2 separate regions of the Mus musculus genome follow, and region 1 is linked to region 2. The links are chromatin contacts, called in public Hi-C maps. All regions are on one chromosome and are shown on one strand. Each heading gives the region's core, a stretch centred on a gene start, on an enhancer-like site or on the middle of the called end of the contact. The rest is flanking DNA. Distances are from core to core; before and after follow the strand shown.

What was found. A called contact is a pair of places that touch in the nucleus more often than the background predicts.
Region 1: a contact with region 2 is called in a Hi-C map of the G1E-ER4 cell line, with 5 times the contacts expected there. The contact joins two enhancer-like sites. A contact is called at or near these places in 16 of 484 Hi-C or Micro-C datasets (the G1E-ER4 cell line, brown adipocytes, embryonic fibroblasts and 9 more), 3 of 115 datasets of contacts at active chromatin or transcription factors (T-cell acute lymphoblastic leukemia, forebrain and memory CD8 T cells) and 1 of 9 other capture datasets (embryonic stem cells).

Annotation. Positions count from the first base shown.
Region 1 is chr9:73,070,090-73,073,499 of GRCm38.p6, forward strand. All of the region lies in intron 1 of Rab27a (RAB27A, member RAS oncogene family), which reads left to right. Among named protein-coding and RNA genes, the nearest start is that of Rab27a, 27 kb to the left of the region's middle. Within about 2 kb of position 1,297, at least 77 of the 459 cell types and tissues checked have an H3K27ac peak or open chromatin away from gene starts, as enhancers often do. A contact at or near this core is called in the G1E-ER4 cell line, T-cell acute lymphoblastic leukemia and embryonic stem cells, where this site is marked.
Region 2 is chr9:72,765,688-72,768,801 of GRCm38.p6, forward strand. No RefSeq gene overlaps it. Among named protein-coding and RNA genes, the nearest start is that of Gm27204, 12 kb to the right of the region's middle. Within about 2 kb of position 1,419, at least 72 of the 459 cell types and tissues checked have an H3K27ac peak or open chromatin away from gene starts, as enhancers often do. A contact at or near this core is called in the G1E-ER4 cell line, T-cell acute lymphoblastic leukemia and embryonic stem cells, where this site is marked.

The DNA of each region.
Region 1 (3,410 bases), core at 47-2,546, 300 kb after region 2:
AGGGGCTGGAGAGATGGCTCAGCGGTTAAGAGCACTGACTGCTCTTCCTAAGGTCCTGAGTTCAAATCCCAGCAACCACATGGTGGCTCATAACCATCCATAATGAGATCTGATGCCCTCTTCTGGTGTGTCTGAAGACAGCTACAGTGTGTTACATATAACAATAAATAAATCTTTTTTAAAAAAAAAGTAAAAAAGGAAACAAAACAAAAAACCAAAAAACTCAAGATTCCCCTTAGTTGCTTATCGCCAGGGTGTTTATCGGGAGGTTGGTGGCTGTTGCCTCCGTTTTATAATTGAAGGGATGAGGTCACTTTTAAGCACTGGGACTGAACCGTGTAAGGCAGAAGAGGAAGAGTCAGAATTGGGACCTATGCAAACCCTCTTTGGGAAGGCTCTCTCTCTCTCTCTCTCTCTCTCTCTCTCTCTCTCTCTCTCTCTCTCTCTCTCTCTCTGTTGGAAATCTATAGACCTAAGGATGATAAATAAGTAAAAGTCCCTATGTCTAGTGCTGTTTGTGGCATATGACAGTGTCCGGCAATGTGTCCCTCTCTCCTTATTTTTTGAGACAGTCTTGCTGTGCGGCCCAGTAACCTTTCCTGCGTCAGCCTTTTGAGTCTCAGGGTTAAGGGCATGATCCGCTAAAGCTCATCTCCTTTTGTCCGAACTGAAACCACTTCCCTCATTTACTCCCTGGAAAGCAATTTACCTATGTCTTCAGTTTTTGTTTGTCTTTTTGTTAGTTTTGGTACTAGGAATTAAGCCTAAGGCCTTGAACTGCTAGACAAGTGCTCGCCCCCCCCCCCCCGCCCCCCTTGCATCTTCAGGTCCTTTTACTGTTTGAGTAGACCCTATCAACAAGTTGCCCAGGCTGCCTTTTCTATCCTCCCGCCTTAGCCTCTGGAGTAGCTGGGATTCCTGGCTTTCACCATCAGGCCCCGCCCTCCTCTTGCACTTTTTTTTTTTCTCTTTTAAATAAGGAAGCTCTCTGCCTATCTGGCACTTATCTAACATGCGGTTCTTGTTGAGGAAATGGGTGTTCTGTGCTTTCTATTGTTAGTCTGATGAGAATGAGGGTGGGGAGCACTTTGAGAAAATATTTGTGTAAGGAGGGAGAGGCAGAAGCCAACTGAGTGCGAGTGTGTCCACTCAGAAGGTGCCTGGAGCTTTTGACCCTGATGGAGGCTTTGAAACAGTACTTCCTCCAGGAGAGAGGGACTCAGATGTGTGATGCACGGTTCCAGTGCCCTCAGCACATCTTAGCTTGACGAATTTAGTAATCTTCTTAATGTAGATGAGTTTCTGGGCATTTCCTAGCAGTTCTGTGAGTCACAGGCTGTTAGATGACACTGAATGCTGGGTATTCCACACACAGCATGTCTTTCCATCTTCAGGGCCGTTGTGTGAGGGGGTGTATTATCACGGTTCTTTTTTCTTCGAAGATCTTACAATTCTTTATTTTTGTGTGTATGGGTTTGTACCTGCATGCAGTGTCTGAGGAAGCCAGTAGAGGGCGTCAGATCCTAGAGCTGGGTTTACAGGTGATCATGAGGAGTTGATGTGGGTGCTGGGAACCAAACCCGGGTCCTCTGTAAGAGCCACAGGTGTTCTTAACTACCAAGCCATCTAGCCCCCAGGGTTTGTTTGTTTGTTTGTTTGTTTGTTTATTTTAAACCAAACCAAACAAACAAAACACAGGCAGTGTGGTGGCACACACATTAATTTGAAACTAACCTGGTCTACACAGCAAGTTCCAGGATAGTAAGGGCTACACAGAGAAACCCTGTCTTGAAAAAAACAAAACAAAACAAGGCAACATCATTAATAAAAATAATATGGGCAGACAGTGGTGACACAGATTTTTAATCCCAGCACTCAGGAGGCAGGTGGGTCTGTGAGTTTGAGATCAGCCCACTCTATAGAGTGAGTTCTGTGACAGCCAGGGGTGCACAGAGAAAGCCTGTCTCTGAAAAAAAAAGATTGTAAAATAAAAAATAAACTAAAGGGTTGGAGAGATGGCTCAGCGTTAAGAGTACTGACTGCTCTTCCAAAGGTCCTGAGTTCAATTCCCAGCAACCACGTGGTGGCTCACAACCATCTGTAATAGGATCTGATGCCCTCTTCTGGTGTGTCTGAAGACAGCTACAGTGTACTTATATATAATAAATAAATAAATAAATAAATAAATAAATAAACTAAAGCATAGGTACCCGACTGACCAGCGTTTCCCAAATTAACATAAAGCACAAATAAAGCAGGTACAGGGTCTTTGTTGCTTCTATTGCAGAACCAGAGCCCCTTTGCTTCCATTTGAAGCCCCCACCTTCCAGCTGACTGGAGCCTGTCTGGGTCTGCTTTCAAGTCTTAGCTCCGTTTCTGTACAACACGAAGCCAGGCTCTAGCTTCATGTGCTCCTCGTTTGGAGAGCTCAGTAATTCCGAGTTCAGTGTCTGCAAGGAGAAACTATGAACACAGCCACCCCTCAGTAAAGTGTCACCCTTTATATCCTACAAACAGAACTGTGAAGGTTGGTAAGGCTCTGCCCTTATCCACTGGGCCAGTCCTATCTGCAATATGAGGTCACGGGTCTACGCTAAGGCTGTCTGAGGAAGTTCTCCACGGCAGCTCTAGGGGCTGAGAAGTTTGAATTTTTAATAGTCACCAAGTTGAGGCTTCAGGCAGGGGTAGAAGAGGTGAGTGTGAGGAGAAGACCCTCGCCTGTACTTTTATTCTAATGAAGCACCTAGTGTTGAGCCTAGGACCTGAGTAGACAGTATGAGGGAATGGAGAGGCATGGCGGGCACCTGATGTGCGCATAGATGGGCAGACCCACCTTTCATGAGCAGGATGAGGTGTCTCTGTGAGGGGGACGGACAGAAGATCATTGTTCTGATTGTCAGAGAGTTTGTTAGCGTTTGACATGTGAAATGAGAGTGCCCAGGACTTTCCTGGAGAGGGGTATGTGTGTGTGTGTGTGAATATGTAGCCCTGACTGGCCTGGAATGCCACATAGACCGCTACATTGGCTGACTTAAACTCACAGAAATCTGCTGGGCTCTGCCTCCCTGGCACTGGTATCAGAAGTGTGTCCCCCCTGCCCCTACAGCTCCCCCCATACCTGGTGAGAGACTTGTTTCTCTTTGGATTGGAATTGTGTGCTGCATCTGTTGAGAAGGTAAAGGCAGATGGCGAGAGCCTCACGGAGGAGAAAAGCAACCGCGGATGGGTACTGCTGGGGACGATGACATTTTTCTCCTTTGTGGTGGAGTTTGTTTCAGTTGATCTTGAAGAATTTTGAGCAACTTCCTGTTAGAAAACCCAGGTGGAGGTGGATTTAGCTGTGGGTTATGGTTTCTACTCCACTATGGAACCCACTTCCTGAAAGAGCATGACAGCTAGGCAGTCTGACC
Region 2 (3,114 bases), core at 169-2,668:
GGACCATACAAAAGACAGATAACCTATCTGGGCGGTGGTGGTGCACACCTTCGATCCCAGCACTTGGAAGACAGAAGCTCTGTGAGCTGGAGGTCAGCCTGGTCTACAGAGCAATTTCCAGGACAGCCAGGACTGTTACATCGAGAAACTCTGTCTCGAAAACAAAACAAAACAACAAAGCAAAACAAACAAACAAACAAAACCAAAAAAAGGTAAGCAGTCTCTGAGTGAGATTTCTGGACCTCCTCCCACTGGGTTAGGACCCGGAGAGGATAATGTATTTATATGTAATAGTGTAACATGTGGCAGGCATGTTACAAGTATACAAGAGAGAGATGCTTGGGAAATGATGCCTGTGTCCCCTTCTGTGGTAATCTACTATGCAGGCATATATGTGTATTCTACTTCTCTCTGTGTGTGTGCACGCATGTGCCATGGCATGTGTGTGGGGGCAGAGGACAACTTTCAGAAGTCTGTGGTTCGTTAGGATCAAATCCAGGTCCATGCTTGGAGTCAAACAGCCTTACTCCCTGAGCCCCCTCACCAGCCCAATCTATTATACTTAATAAGTGTCTCCCCCACTGTGTTTCATAACAAAGGAGTTATTTTTTCCAAATAAGACACTGGTCTGGCATTTGTGAGAAAAACTCGAGAACAAAGTGTCTGGTGAATGTTGTTTACTGACTGACTGCTTGTGAGCCACTTGCCTTCTTAGGGCTCCATGCCCCTGCTCTCTGGGGGCCCCCTCCGCGGTCCTCTCTCCAAATAACTGGGCCTGTGACCATTCAGGAGCTCTGGAGACAGGAGCAGGGTAGAGTGGCGGTATTTTCCCAGACACTGTGGAGCCTAGGTTGAGTTTCTGTTACAAGTGTCATTTGTGTGTATGAAAGGCCACTGGGACATGTAATTAGCCATCTCTTGAGCCTGTCTGATTTCACTTTTCACATGGAGGGTATGAGCATATACTGTGCTTGGCTGGGCTCAGCTGAAAGAATCAACGGGTGTCAATCGGTTCATCCGCTGAGTTTCTATCTCTGCTCTACCCCTGACTCCCGTCTGCGCCCAAAGGGCCAGATCAAAACCAGTCCTGTGATTTCTCCTAGCTCAGAATCTTCTGACACCTCCAATAAAATGTCTGTTGTTGTCCTCAGCCACTCCTTGAGGTCATTTCTGCCAGAAGATGGCGCCACGGACTCATGTTTGCCCGGAAGCGTGGGCGGTCGTTTGCGAATCAATCCCCTCTGCTTTCAAAGGCTGCAGGGAACTCACCTACTTACCAGCTGCCAACAGATTAATCTTAGAAATACTGCTGCTCATGCTCCCAGGGGGTGGCTGCACCGTGCGCCATCTCTCCCTTTGCTGACTCCGAGGGCATCAGCATGGTCTTTGGCCCGTCGTCTGGTTTCTGGAAAGCGCTAACGGTCAGGGATGAACATGTGCTGTTGTTACATAGTACCCACCATCAGCCATTTGCACGCTGTTCAGAAGGTACAAATGGCCACCGAGCTTGTCAATTGCCTAATTGCTGCTTGGGGGCGGAGGGGGGGGGGAGCAGATACAATTTTGCAACCTTAGATCTCTGGCAGCAGCTAAGCTAGAGAGGCTCAGAAAAGAGTGGTTTCTAGTTGTCTCAGGTTACTGTGAGCCAGGTCAATAGTGTGGAGAGGGATCAGGGCAGGGAAAAGAAAGGAAGAAAGAAAAAAAGAAAGAAAGAAAGAAAGAAAGAAAGAAAGAAAGAAAGAAGGAAGGAAGGAAGGAAGGAAGGAAGGAAGGAAGGAAGGAAAGAAAGAAAGAAAGAAAGAAAGAAAGAAAGAAAGAAAGAAAGAAAGAGCAAGAAAGGAAGGAAGGAAGGAAGGAAGGAAGGAAGGAAGGAAGGAAGGAAGAGAGAAAGAAAGAAAAGACCTTAGGCCAGCAGGCCCATGACTGGGATACTACCCAAAGACAGTCTAGGAGACAGAAAGAGGATCCAAAGTGAAAATTCCCCTAAATGATCCTAGGCTTTGATTTCTTCTCACATGTTAAAGAAACAGAAGAAGGGGAGGGAGAAGAAAGAGAGAAAGGGAGGAAGGAAGAGTGTGTCAGTGTGTGTGAGTGTGTGTGAGTGTGTGTGTGTGTGTGTGTGTGTGTGTGTACATCTGCTTGGGAGATAGCTCAGTCTGTAAAGGACCTAAGTTAAATCCCCAGAACCCGTGGTTTGTTTGTTTGTTTTTAACAAGCCAGTCATGGTGGCGCAAACTTGCAAGCCCCGTGCTGTGCTGTGGGGAGGTAGGGAGGGGGGACCCCCGGGGTGGGGGTGGGGTGGGTCACTAGCTACCCAACCAGCCTACTCAGTGAGATCCAGGACAGTGAGAGACCCTGTCTTAAAGATAATGTGGGCCAGGTAGTGGTGGCCCACTCCTCTAATCCCAGCACTTGGGAGGCAGAGGCAGGTGGATTTCTGAGTTTAAGGCCAGCCTGGTCTATAGAGTGAGTTCCAGGACAGCCAGGGCTACACAGAGAAACCCTGTCTCGAAAAACCAAAAAAAAAAAAAATAATAAAATAAATAAATAAATAAATAAAAAATGGATAGCTCCTAAGAAACTAGAGACCCCCCTCATCCCCTGAGAAAGAGAAGGGGGAGGAGAAGGGAGAGGGGAGCAGGGGTAGAGCTGAAGGCAGAGAGGGGAGAGGAGAAAGAGACCTGGGCTGAAATGGGTATCATTAAATAGTTCTGATTCAAATATATCAGCTAGCTCTTCTTCCATAAAGAAACCCAGTGGTTCTCAACCTGTGGGTCGTGACCCCTTGGGAGACACACTTCAGATGTCTTCCATATCAGATATTTATACTTTGATTCATAACAGCAGCACAATTAATTATGAAGTCATAATTAAATCATTTTATAGTCAGGAGTCATACAACATGAGGAACTGTATTGAAGGGTCACAGCATTAGGAAGGTTTCGAGAACCACTGAAGTAAATAATTTTAAGATTCAAGTAGAAAATCCCAAGGCATCATTGGACCTTCGTTTCAGGAGTCCTGCGTCTCCTTGGCATATGGAAGCACTGGGCACTTCCTAGCTGTCATGCCGGGCATACTGTGGACAGATTCTGACATCTTGAACGTTTGGTC